Linked DNA regions of Rattus norvegicus: region 2 is linked to region 1. The links are chromatin contacts, called in public Hi-C maps. All regions are on one chromosome and are shown on one strand. Each heading gives the region's core, a stretch centred on a gene start, on an enhancer-like site or on the middle of the called end of the contact. The rest is flanking DNA. Distances are from core to core; before and after follow the strand shown.

The links. Hi-C and Micro-C count contacts between places; a contact is called where the count stands out from the background.
Region 2: a Hi-C map of liver shows a contact between it and region 1, with 2.3 times the contacts expected there. The contact joins the promoter of Unc50 here to the promoter of Inpp4a in region 1. A contact is called at or near these places in 4 of 12 Hi-C or Micro-C datasets (frontal cortex, liver and mammary epithelial cells).

The regions. Positions count from the first base shown.
Region 1 is chr9:47,020,660-47,027,412 of GRCr8, reverse strand. It overlaps Inpp4a (inositol polyphosphate-4-phosphatase type I A), which reads right to left and starts at 2,921. Exons shown (of 26, transcript NM_031002.4): 1 at 2,803-2,921.
Region 2 is chr9:47,157,398-47,164,150 of GRCr8, reverse strand. Unc50 (unc-50 inner nuclear membrane RNA binding protein) reads right to left here and starts at 3,333. Exons shown (of 6, transcript NM_138919.3): 1 at 3,111-3,333; 2 at 2,023-2,306; 3 at 828-948. The coding sequence starts at 2,302. Coa5 (cytochrome C oxidase assembly factor 5) reads left to right here and starts at 3,479. Exons shown (of 3, transcript NM_001195488.2): 1 at 3,479-3,666; 2 at 5,076-5,159. The coding sequence starts at 3,568.

The sequences.
Region 1 (6,753 bases), core at 1,672-4,171:
ACCCCACCCTGAGTTCTTCACCTCATCCCCCCTCTCCCCTTTGCTTCTGAGAGGGTGCTCTCTCACCCACCCACACACCCATCCCCAGAATGTCTCATTTTTAAGAAATTCACCTCAAAAGCCCATGATCGGTGCTCCTGCTGACTGGAAAGAACAAGGAAGCTACTCTTGTAGTGATATGACTGCAGATGCATAGTTGAGAGAGACACAGGCTTCTGTGACAGCCTCTACCCTGCCCCCACCCCAACCCTCAAAAGTAGCAGGCTAAACAGGAAGCCATCAAAACTCTTAAAAAGTGTGATAAAGATGTTGATGTCCCACCATTGATGGCTTCTGGCCTGGGTACAGAAGGGGGGAAGCATTATTTAAGGGGTAGGCCACTGGGAGTTTGAACATGCTCCAGTGAGTATAGAGACAACACAAATTGAACTTGGGTCGTTTGTTGTCACTTTGAAATTTTATTTTTTATTTTCTTTGGGGAGGAGGTCACAAGGGTAGGGGCCAACATAGGGAAATAAGTATAATCTGACTACATGATGTGATATTCACAAAGAATCAATGAAAGCATGTTGAAAAAATAATAAATTTAAATAAAATTTAAAAAGAAAGAAATCCATCTAGAAATATTTAGAGGTACAGGGTACTAGGCATCAAGTTCATCAAGTTATGATTAAGTTATTTAAAAAAAAATAGCAGGGCAGTTGTGGTATAAGTCTTTAATCCCAGCACTCTGGTGGCAGAGGCATGTGGGTCTCTGTGAGTCTGAGGCCAGCCTGGTCTACAGTGAGTCCCAGGACAGCCAAGGCACCACAGAGAAACCCTATCTTGAAGCCTCCTTCTACCCCATGAGAACATGACCATGAGAGAAAGTTAACAGAGACACAGTGAGATGCTAACATTAGGAGAATCTGGACCAAGGGCATCTAAAATATTTTATACTAGTTAAGAGAGCAGGGAGCAGTCCAGGGGTTTCTAAGCACTGGTTCATGATAGCCTTTTCTTTTGCTTAAGCACAGAGAGACAGGCAAAGTGAAGCAAACCCCCAAGGAGTGAATACCGTCTCCCTATCATGCTCTGCCCAGAGCCTCTGCCCCCAGGACCAGTCTCTCGAACATCAATCGAACAACCTGAGATAATCCAGCTGCAGAACTGTGCCGTTTACAGTGTGGGTCGAAGCCTCCTGACACCATTAAGTAGTTGATGATGCTGAGAGCTTCTCTGGAAATGGAGCTGAGGAGGAGTTTTTCATTAAAATGCCAAACTAAGATAAAACAGCCCAGATGGAAAGTCTCCCCTCTACTCTGAGTTCTTGAGCGGCTAAGCCATAGGGTAGAGATGGAAGTTAGTGGCGAAGTTAGTGGAAGTTGGTGGAGATGGATGCTGGTCCCCAGCGCTGCCTAGTCCCTTCCTTTGGTGCATTCAGGGGCTGACTGAGAATTCTCCAGAGTAGGCAGCATCATGCATACAAAGCTCCCGTGTTACTTCCTTAAGGTGATTTTTGACAACCAATATTGATCTTTTAACAGCAATGCTACAAAGTACCCAGTTTCCAAAACAATGGAATAAACTACAATGTATAGCCTAAACTGAGTCTGCCTGAGGGTCAGGGATTACCTAAGCAGATTCTGAAAGGAAAAGTAGCCAGAGAGACCAGTTAAGGAAGGATGACAAATGCTCTCACAGTAGGAACACAGCCCTAGGTTTCTCTATATTTACCCAACATCCACTCAAGGAAGTCCAGTCTTTATGAGGACCATCCTAGTGACTTTGACTCTTTTCTATATCATGTGGACAAGAGACAGGGAACACCTCCTGGCAACACTGTCCACACGCAGCACCACCCGGGGAACACTGTGATCTCCTGACACCACCACAGGCAGACCTCCTCGAATGAGCACCAGTCCCCTTCAAAGAACCAAATTATCCAGGAGAAGCCTTTTGTCAATGTACTCCCCAAACAAGGGCCCTAGCCCAGATCCAAAGCAAAAAAATTCCCCATCTTCATCAAGCAACTAGGCTTAAGTAGGACAGCCTATAGCTAACTGTTCGCTTCCTGACACCGGCAATTGGATTTCAAAACAAACTCAGCAAATGAGGTTCTGTTGACACTTCTTACAGATGAGGGCGTTGAGAACCTGAGTTAGCAAGTGACAGAATCTTCAGGATTTACTCCCAGATCAGCCTGCTGTGTCCCCAGCCCTGTGATGTCCCTACTGTCCACAGAACCCACGGGGCACAGGAGTGAACCAAGCAGAATATCACTGCAACACCCCAATTTCCATGCCACCCCACCCCCATACCCTTGGCTCAGAGGCCCTAACTGGCAGGTGACAAATCACATTCTACTCTTAGGCAATCTCTCAACACCAAACACATTCAGAGGCAAAGATTTACAATGGCCAATACTTCCTTCTTACCCAGAGAGTCATTTTCATGAACTGACAACTCCAGCCCGGAGGAACCCACCATTATGTAATGTCAGAGGGCAGGCGACAAGGGGCAAGAGAAACCAAGGCCCATCAACGCTCCCTCCCTTCGCCCACAAAGATATAAATTTGTGTCTGACATTTTGAGTGTTTCCGTGGCCTACACATTCATGACTGGCTTTGCACAAGACGACCACAGATCCCTGCAAACCTCTCAGGCCTCAATTCGCTCACTAGGAAAGCCAGAAGAATATAAAATACATAAAGCAAAGGTGAGGGAGATCCTGTCTTGGATGATGTGCGGACAGAAAAATGCTCGAAGAGTTGGGAGGACGCAGAGTCGGTGTCTTCCACCAAGACGCATGTTTATTTTTACCCGGTGTGTTGACACCCGAGATACCGCGAGGCCTCCAGCGTTGGATGCCTGTGGGATCCAGTAGAGATGCTGCCGGCAGGCTCGATGTAGAGCATCACAGAGCTCCCCGAGAAGCCCGCGGCAAGGGGACCGCAAGTCTAAGACCGCGCTCCAAAGACGCGGCCAGAGAACCGCTAGGCTGTGCCACTGCCATGACAACCGCCGGCGCCACCCGGCCAAATCCCCAGTGTATCCAGCTCCCAGCCACCCAGCTGGCTCTGCTAAGCCCGGCACCACTGGACCTAGCACGGCCCAGCTCGGCCCACCTACCTGGCGCGCCCTGGCCCGGACACTTGCTCAGTCCCAGCCTCCGTCCTCCGGGCCGCGCACCCTGGCCTCCGCCCCGCCGGCTGCTGCCCAGTCCTGAAGACTGGACGGGACTTGTTTTCTGGCCGGCTCGCTCCGGCCAGTGGCGTCCACCCCAGACCCGAACCCGCCGTTCCCTGGCAGCCCGAATCCTGCCACCACCTTCTCTCAGAACACGGCACACAGCCCCGCCCCGGTTCCGCCCCCTCACCGCGCATGCGCGCCCCACTCCCTGACTGACGCCCTGCCCCCTCCTCGCTGGCTCCGCCCTTGGGAGGCCGCTCCTCCCATAAGGTCCCACCCCTCTCCTGTGATGTCACCCAGGAGTGGGAGGTTTTTCCACCTTCACAAGCCCTGAGGCTCCTGCCCAGGGAACAAGTGATTCCAGAAAGGCAGTGGAGGTCAGAAGTGCAGGTGTAGCTAATCCATCACTCAGTAGGCATGGCCGTCAACGCGCTGCAATCGTTTGAACACACTTGCTTCCAGACCTGTACTACCCAAGAAAAAACGGTCCTTAACACTTCCTCCACAAAATTCTATTTTCCTGTAGGGAGGAAGACCAGTCAGAACTTTCAGGAGATACGTTTGTTTAATTTTATTGTATTATTTGTTTATTTCCATTGAGACAGGGTCTCCCTGCCTCTGATGTTTGTGTGTTAACTCTGCTGAAACAACATTTCTACCTGAGGAAGGGAAACTTAACTGTACTAAACAAAAACACCTTTCAGCTTTTTCATCCATCATTTGTCTTCTTTGTTGTTGTTGTTGTTGCTTGTTCTGTTCTGTCTTGATTTGGTTTAGGGGGGATTGTCTTTTGCTTTTGTTTTTGTTTTTTTTTTTTTTTTTTTTTTGAACAGGGTCACCAACTCACTAGGTAGCTGAGGCTGCCTATCTCTTGCAATCTCTTCATGATCCTGCCACTGTGCCCTAAAGATAACAGGTACACACCGCCACACCCACTTTTATCTTCTAAAGAGTAACTTATTACCAAATGCTTTTATTTCAGATGAGCGGGAGAAAATATTGACTGAACCTTAACCCTAAGACCAAACACCAAGAAACTCAAACACGCTTGTAAAAATTAAAAATATCGTCCTATTTTTTTTTCTAAAATTCAAGTGACTTCAGTATAGCTGATTTTCTTCTGGTAACATTATTAACAGAAACCCCCCTTTCACTCTCAAAAGCATTCCACAATCAGATAATAAATTTTATGGCCGGAGTCCTAATTTGCTTTCTGTTCTCCTGAGGTAAACCACTGGCCAGAAACAACTTGGGTAGGAAAAGGTTTATTTGGCTTACAGGTTACAAGTCGATTGTCAGGCAGGAAAAAACCTAGAGGCAGGAACTGAAGCAAACGCCAGGAGCTGAAAGTCTTCACAGCCTGCTTAGCCTGCTACTTATAGAATTCAGGACCAGCTGCCTGGGGTGGCACCACCTACAGTAGATCTTGTCCTCCTGAATCAACCATTAAGAAAATGTCTCGGGTTGGGGATTTAGCTCAGTGGTAGAGCGCTTGCCTAGGAAGCGCAAGGCCCTGGGTTCGGTCCCCAGCTCCGGGGAAAAAAAAAAAAAGAACCAAAAAAAGAAAAAAAAAGAAAATGTCTCACACAGGTGCCTACAGAGCAACTCTGCCAAGGTCTTTTCTCAACTGAGGCTCCCTCTTCCCAGAGGATTCTAGCTGTGTCAACCTAATGACAAAGAGTGGCCTGTATAGCAACGTCATTTATAATCAAGCCGAGGAGGGTTTTCACTCCAATAGCCTCCAACTTTTTTCTTTAATTTATGAGTTTAAAAATAAACATTAATCTCACTTCAACAGCCATTCAAGACTTTGATCTGGGTTCCAGTATCTGTTCCTTGACTCTTGTACATTCTGAGTAATGTGAAAAGACCACCATGATCCCCAAGATCAAAATAACTAACTAAATAAAGTCTCCACAGCTTTTTACTGTGCTGACGGACACTCCCATTCCACCGCAGAATGAAGATTAGCAAGGAAAGGCGGAGCCTCAACAAATATGGCAATGAGCATGTCCCTGCACATGACAACATAACAGACTTAGCCTTGGCACAGGGTACCAGTCTTTCAACATTCTTGACATTGCATCCCCAAACGCCGGCAATGTAAACATCTTGGTGGGAATGGAAATAATCCAAGGAGGCGAGAGTGACCCTGTTTAAACCATCAAACTACAGAGATAATGCCATCCAAGAAATCACAATTGCCTCACAAATAAATCTCTCCTGCTGGAAGAAAGAAAAGGTTGGGAAATCCAGTGTCGGCCAGAGGGGGAGCTGTGTCCCAGAAAGAGACCTCTTGCATCTCTCAAGACTTGTCAGAACACTGCAGCAGAGACTAGACAATGAGGAAGAACATGAGTGACCTTGGCCGGGTCTGCTCAGCAAGACAGATCTGCTGCTAGGCTTAAATGGAATCTTCATGTTGGGACCTGGAAAAGATGGATTGGGAGGTTTGAAGGTACTACAGGATGCCACTAGATCATTCTGTCCCTCTGCCTGGTATCATCACACTGTATAAACGTGTTTTGTTTTTTTTTCACTATCAGTTGTTGAATTGGACTATTAAGAATTTGTGGCTGAGTCTAGTCTACCAGGGTTACCAGAGCTCAGGCTCTGACCCTAATAACAGCTTCATTTTTCTTCTCAAGATTGTATGAGGGAGCCAGTTGGGCTTAGCAGGTAACGGCTAATGGTACTCACCATCAAGCCTGAGGACCTGTGTTCAACCCCCATGCTTCATGTGGTGGGAGGAGAGAACCAATTTCAGCAAATTGTCTTGAGTTCCACCACCCACCCATGAATGCTCTGTGGCACACACATGCACAGACAGACAGACAGACACACACACACACACACACGCACATGTATTCGCATGTGTGTGTGTGCATACATGCAGTACATATGCATGATTAAAAAGAAATCAGTACAAATATAAATTCCCAAGGCCCACTTTAGACCCTGAAAATGAGGCAAACTATTTTTTTTAACAAGCCCTATGTTGGGTAAAGAGGAGCATTATCAATTCAAACCACCTATGTATAATAAATAAATAAGGGCTGGGCTGAATATCACTAGGACTAGAACCTTCCTGCATGGGACTTTCTCTTTAGATCACAATGTTCATAAGCACGAGTAGTTTTGTTGGGAAACGTGTACACTCGAGCACCATGGGTTCTGAAGCACTAAAGAGCTGTGAAAGTAGCACCCGTGTCCACCGAAAGGACCAAAAGGGCTATGCCCCAAGACTTCGCATCAGCTGGACTTGTCTGGTAATGTCCCAGGTAGGACTTGTCTTGTCTTTAATGAACATGTCTAAGAACTTTCTCTTGGAAAATGGAGCGATTTCTCTGATCTAAAAAAACAAAAAACAAAAAACAAACAAACAAAAAAAACCAGCCACAAGTGTTTAACATTGCAGCTGCCTGAGCTAAACAGGCTTTCTTAAAAACTTAAAGGGGCAGGGCAAGTTGCAGCGGTGGGAAGGGTCTGTGAAGGAACTGGGGGGGGGGGGAATCAAAATACATTATATGCATGTATAAAATGCTAAAAAATTACTTGTTTAAAATTTTTAAAGGAGGGGTC
Region 2 (6,753 bases), core at 2,084-4,583, 140 kb before region 1:
GAACTACAAGGCTGGTTTCATCAGGTTATAGCCTTGGTGATTTTGTTTAAAATGGTAATAGTGATCATATCTAGGTACCAAAGGTCTACCATCCTGCTACCCTAAAACCATCAATGGAATAACTCCAGCTTATGAAGGAAGCCCACTGACATGCCTGTTGGCATGTGGACCTGTTTGAGATTACTGTGCTTTCTCTGCTTCCTCCTCAGTCTCTATCCTCTGTGCAGCCACTCATTACATCACCACCCTCTGCCCAGGAGGCCAAGTGCACAGGAGCATGCTCTGAGAGAAGTGACAAGCTCAACACCAGATCTCTAGCCTACTGTGTAGACATAGCCAACTATGGTTGCTCACTCAACCCCAGAGAAAAGCAGGCTGTGGGCCTTTGAAGACCTCTGGATGTGCTTTCTCCTCAGCACAGAGGAGCCACACTGAAAACGAAACCCTTTTCAAACATGCTTAAGTAAAACTGCAAAGGCTAACCTCCTAGATCTAAATGGATCTCAGCACTACCAAAGCACGTATGCGGCTGGAAATGGTACCCATGACAAATGTAGTGACAAAGCTAACCAGACGCAAATGGAATCATATATATTAGAAAATCAGAATTTAGCAGGGTATAACCGTTTTGGGATTTGCTACAATGACAGTAAGCACGGATTATTTTCTGACCTAGTACAGACACAGGAGCCGAGTTACAATAATCCTGGCAGTCAATCCAGTCACTTCAGCTACTCTATGTTGGGTTCGATTTTTCACTAGCTGCTGTACTTCTGATGTAAACAAACGGGCTCGGCAGTATGTATGAACCCCCTTATGGTACTTACCACATTAAAGTTGATATGAGAAGGCCAACACCTACACAATCTATGAACACAACCCACAGGAGCAGCTTTATTGTCTCAAAAAATCCCATGTCCAGCACAAAGCCAAATCCTATGGTGGACACTGAAACAAAGAGTTACAAGATTCACTGCCAGGCTCTTGGGTACTAGGCAGTCCCTGGCACCCACACGCCCAGTGTAGCAGAGGTGGTACATAGTGACGAAAACCCTCACAAGGTACATGCAACTGATGTCGAAATAAATGCCACCTCTGAATGCAGGAAAGGAGCAGGGCTCAAGGACTGGTTCACCAGGACACAGGGGACTCAGAACACCTGTGTAGACGGCACTCAACTTAAAGTTCAGGTAAATGTGAAAGGTACCTACTATATACTTCAACACCCTCTAGTTGACTGGGACTGTTGCTGTACTCCAGTTGATGTCCTGGAGAACTTAAAGGTTCTTTTCAAATTCAATCAGTATTTTCAGAACCCTACTCTGAAAGCTGCGGGTGCAGCTCTGTGGTAGAGCACTTGCCTGGTCTATTCAAGCCACTGGTTTCTATTGCTGGTCCAACCAACCCGTGCCCCTCCTCCTGCCAAAAATCAAACAAGACAGACAACAACCTCCCAGCCTCACAGTTCCTGGGGCTGGGGATTTAGCTCAGTGGTAGAGCGCTTACCTAGATAGCGCAGGGCCCTGGGTTTGGTCCCCAGCTCCGAAAAAAAAGAACCATAAAAAAAAAAAAAAAAAAAAAAAGAAACATAGTTCCTATCCTAACATTTCTTGGCACGCAGTTGGGTTTGGGTTATATTAGTCTTTTTTTAAAGTCAGCCAATGTGGTAGAACATGCCTGCATTAAGAGGCCAAGTTAAGAGCATCCCAAGTGCCAGGTCAGCCTGACCCACCCATCTAGAAGCTGTCTCAAAAGAGAAGGAAAAACCCAACTATGGGATGAATCCCATCCCCTACTTTTGCACACCCCGGTACAGTAGTTTACTCTGGCGTGTGTCAAAGCCAGCACTAGGAAGAACACTTTCTTTCTTGCCAGCTTCTTAACGTTTTAGAAAAGACAAACCCCATAGCTTCACACACCCCAAGATTCTGACCCATTCTACATTATCACAGAAGATAAACTTTCATCCAAAACCCCAATTTGTTTTTCAACTATACTGATTGTAAATTGAGACACACTTACCACAGAGCCAGATACTTAGGAGGACCAAGAAGGCAGGGTCATCTCTGGCCCACTGATCCTTCGTTTGCTTCCGGTAGTGAAAGTTTCTATAAACCCTCTGAGGGGAGGTGAACAGGTAGAGCATCTGCCATGCCGCAAACTCAAAGTCCATCTGCCGAAAGCGAAAAAGCCTTCTGAGGTACTTGTAGCGTTTTGCTCCAGCTGTGTGTCTTGCTGCATCCCTGGAATTTAAAGCTCCATTCCCGTACATCGAAGAATTCAAAGAAGTACTTGGTAGCATCTTCCTAGATGGAATGAAAACATTTCTCTTAGATGCAATCTTAAATGTAATGCTTAGCTACTAACACTCCTCAGAGCTATGACATTTTCTCCTGTCACCTTCAGAAAGGATTAAGGACCAGCCAAGTGTTAAAACCATCAAGGCAGTATCATGCTCTCTTGCATCTCCTGAAACTACTTAACTCGAGTCCACGGTTTCCCAACCTTCATGTCAATCAAGCCTTTGGCAGCTGTAGTTGCTTACTACTGATAATGGAGGCCAAGATAAAAGCAATATAGGGATGTGTGATGACTGGAACACTGGTTCAAAAATTCCATGTTTTTAATGACCAAGATTTTTAAAACAAGAACAAAAAAGTCTAAGCTAAAAGTAGGGTCACTGAACAGGTAAGACACACAGCTGATTTGTACAAGTCCATCAGCGATGGCCAGCAAGCTCCTGGCTATTCAGAATGTGACATCAAAAACGAAGCAAACTCCATTCCTTGATGGTTTTACTCCTAGAATAGCCAGGTAGGAGGAATAACTGCGCGGGAGGGTCCAGTCCAACTAGTCCAAAGCTAAGTGACTGCTGGTCACCGCCCAGCCTACCAGCACACCGCGGCACTCCGCCCCGCCCCGCCCCGCCAGCAGGTCTCCATTACCCCAAGCCTCTGTCAACAAAAAATATAGACGGCTCAGTGACATTTCAGTTAAGAACAAGCGGTGACAAGGTGTGTGATTCCTGTGCAAAATTCTAGACCTCCTTAGAACTCTTAAAACGGCTCTAATCCTGCGATTCCAACGTAAACGGGCGTCTTTGGATTTACCCAGCAGCTTCACGGCGGGCCTAGGACTTGAGCTGCGGGGCGCTGGTTGGTCCTACCCCCAGCCGCTCAGATGCCAGGTTGCGAACTGACCGTGGAAACGGCCGTCGGCACGAACGCCACCCCGCGCACACAGAGCAGGCCGCACCTGAAGGCCCACGAGGCCTCGCCTTGGGACCAAGACTACCGCCACCTTAGCCGGGTACGGAGCCCAGTCGCCGCTGGGGCCACTTCCCTTGCCTCTACGTAGCCCGCACTTTTGCGGCGCTCTGTATTTACGTCACGTACACGCACTTCCGCCACGCACGCGCATACCCCGAAGAGTCACAATCCCGCCGGAAGTTGAGGATTTCTCCTACTCTCGCCTCTAGCTTGTCAGTGGGCGTAGCCCACGCCCTTTCGGGCGGTCCAGGGTGACCGAAGGCCGTGATCTGGTGTGGTGAGGGCGGTGGGCCCCGCCATGCCCCGGTATTATGAGGACAAGCCGGAGGGCGGCGCGTGTGCGGGCGTGAAGGAGGATCTGGGTGCATGTCTGCTGCAGTCGGCCTGTGTGCTCCAGGTAGCGAATCTGGGTGGTAGAGCTTAGCCGAGACTGGCTCCATGTTGGCCTGCCAGGGAGGTCATGTCGAGGGTAGAGGTCGCGCGTCCGCTCCTGACTTTGAACAGGTCTCTTGAGCTCTCATCCCCAGTTCTCACTGGTGTTAAATGGGAGATAACTTATTACCCACCTAAGGATTTTGTAAACATTCAGCTATCTCAGTTCAAGAAGCGATTCCCGAGTGCTGGCACTCACTTTTGGGCACTCTCCTCCAGAGACTCGCCTGCGCCTGCGCTGCATAGCTACTTGATCTGTGGTGGAGATTTTGGTTCCTTGGCTTCTGGAGTATGGAAATATCTTATGGTATCCCATAGTTTCTCTCTGCCGATCTTTAACCCATCTTAATCCTGCAGCATTGCATTCTGGGAGGAATTCAACATAAGCCTTTATACTATGTGCTGATACGGGAAACAGTCGAGGAACGATAGGGGCTCAGAGAAACTTAGGGTATGAACTTAGATGGTCATAATATATCTCCCAGTGGGAGATAGGAGAAAGGGGAGTGGGGAGAAGGTTTAGAACTAGGTTTCATGACTCTTGGGAAGCCAGAAAAGTTGAAACTCCAGAGGGAACTCAACAGGGTTTTCCCGTTACTGACCTTGATCCCAGAAGAGCCCACTGCCTCATCTTTCTAGCCCCTCCACCTTTAATAAGGTAAAGCATGTCAGTGAACCTGATTGACTAGACTAACCCGATCTGCCTGTCTCCACTACCCAGTTCTGGGATTAAAGGCTCCTGCCACCACCATGCCCCGTTCTTTGTGTGGGTGCTGAACCGGAGCTTTCATGCACAGCAAGAACTTTGCTTACTTAGCCATTTTTCCAGCGCTCCCCTCCCCCTTAACACTCAAACAGAGTTTAGTACCAACACTGAAAGGTCCTTATTTTAACGCATCCAATTCACAGTTCCCATCCATAGGAAGGCTTATACAAACATCAATGATTTGTTCTAAAAATCTTAGGTTCTGAGGCTGGAAAGATAGTTGGCTCAGTGGTTAAGCCAACTTACTCTTACAGAGGATCAGGATTTGGTCCTAGCACCCTATATGGTGGTGCACAGTCTTCTATACCTCCCAGTTCCAGGGATCTGGTAGTCTCTTTTGACATCCATGGGCACCAGGTCTGTATGTGGTGCCTACCTGTACATGCAGGCAAACACCCATAAAATTAAATTTAAAAACAGACTCAAAAGTACTCCATTATTTGATAATCTTTACATTTGTTTTTCTTTAACCACCAAGGTTAACAAAAAGGGATTAAGAATTTTCTTAAATCAACTTTTTAAAAGAAAAGAACTACTTTCCAAAGAACAGTGGTCTTGCGCTTTGTGTGACAGTTTTTCAGATGGTCATATTGGTTTGTCTGTCACAGGAAGGAAAGTCCCCACGGCAGTGCTTGAAGGAAGGCAACTGTAGAGCTTTGCAGTACTCGTTTTTTGAGTGTAAGAGATCAATGGTAAGTGAACCATTTTGAAAGCTTATGTTAGCCGGACATAGAATTGAATGTGAATGATTTAATGATCTGAAGTTGGTCGAAGTGATACGGTTTGGGTGAGGGCTTTGAGACTCCAGTGATGAAGGTGGGGCCCGGGGGCAGCACACCTTGTTATCTGATGGAGTGGCTGCCTCGAGCACACAAGCTGAGCAGGCTGAGGACAGTGTGGGCACTTCTGTCTTACATGACCAGGAGGAAGTATCAGTGTTTGAGGTTTGGAGTGAAAGTGGTGGCAGGAGCACCCCAAATGACATCACTAGTGCCCGGGACCCTGTGCAACCAAGGTCTACACAGGTCTTTGGGATAGAAACAGATTGATAGAAACAGACTTTACAAGGAAAAAAGTGTGAACCAGAAATGTGAGCTTTCCTCGAAAGAAGGCACATGCATGGGTCTGGGCCTGCGTCTGCTGGCTTTGGGATTGCACCGAGAGCTCGCTCCCTTTGTTCATAAAGAAACTGACGGAACAGAAGTTCAGCACGATGGAGACCAAAACCCAGGGAGAGTAGAAGGGAGATGTAGGGGTTGGCCTTTTGTTTGTAGTGCCCCATCCATTTTCTTTGGTGGCTTGCATATTTTGTTTCCTTTTGTTAGTACAAGCTCTCATGCTGCTGTGTCTCCCGAGTGGTAACTCTCCACCATTTTTCTGTCCCTGTGTAGTTTTCTTATCTTCCCTTGTGTTACGTCAGCTGTGTAAGATTCCAGCTTTTAGGCTTGTGAGGAATTTGAAAGTATGGTCCAAACATTGGGAAGGCATAAAGATTAGTAAAGGAGTTAATGCTAATTCTGTGTCATGGCATAAATGTCAGGCACCTGCCTGAAATCTCACCCATAGCTCAGTCAATTTTACATTCTTTACTACTTTCTTTTCTTTCTTCCTCCTCTACTCCTCCTTTATTCTTTCGTTTTGAGATAAGGTCTCACAATGTATATCTGGCTGGCCCAGAACTCAGATCCACCTGCCTTTGCTTCACAAGTGCTGGGATTAGAGGTGTGTGCTGCCACGTCTGGCCGTGTGTAACCCGTCTGACGTGGAGAGTCTCCTACATTCATCTCCTCAGTGACTTTTGGGCATGCATTCTTTCTCCTTCCTAAAACATTTTTTTTCATATTTATAATTACTTTATCTGCCTTCTGAGTACTTGTTTTTTAATAGGTTCTTTTCTCTTACACTATAGCCTTATGGTTTTCCCTCCCTCCACTCCTCCAAGGTCTTCCCCAGCTCCCTTCCCCTCCAAATCTACTTCTTTTCTGTCTCTCATTAGGCTTCTAAGACAGCAAACAAACATGACAAAATAAAATATAGTAAGATGAAGCAAAAACTTTCATATTAAAGTTGGACACAACAACCCAACAGGAGGAAAGGATCCCAAGAGCAAGCAAAAGAGTTGGGACCCACTCCTCCTTACAGTCAGGAGTCTTCCATAAAAGCACTGAGGTAATTGCGAGAATATATGCACGGGGGACCTGGTGTGGGCCCTGTGCTTGCTGCTTCAGTCTCTGTGAGGTCCTGTGCACCTTGCTCAGTTGGTTCAGAGGCCTTGTTTTTCTGGTG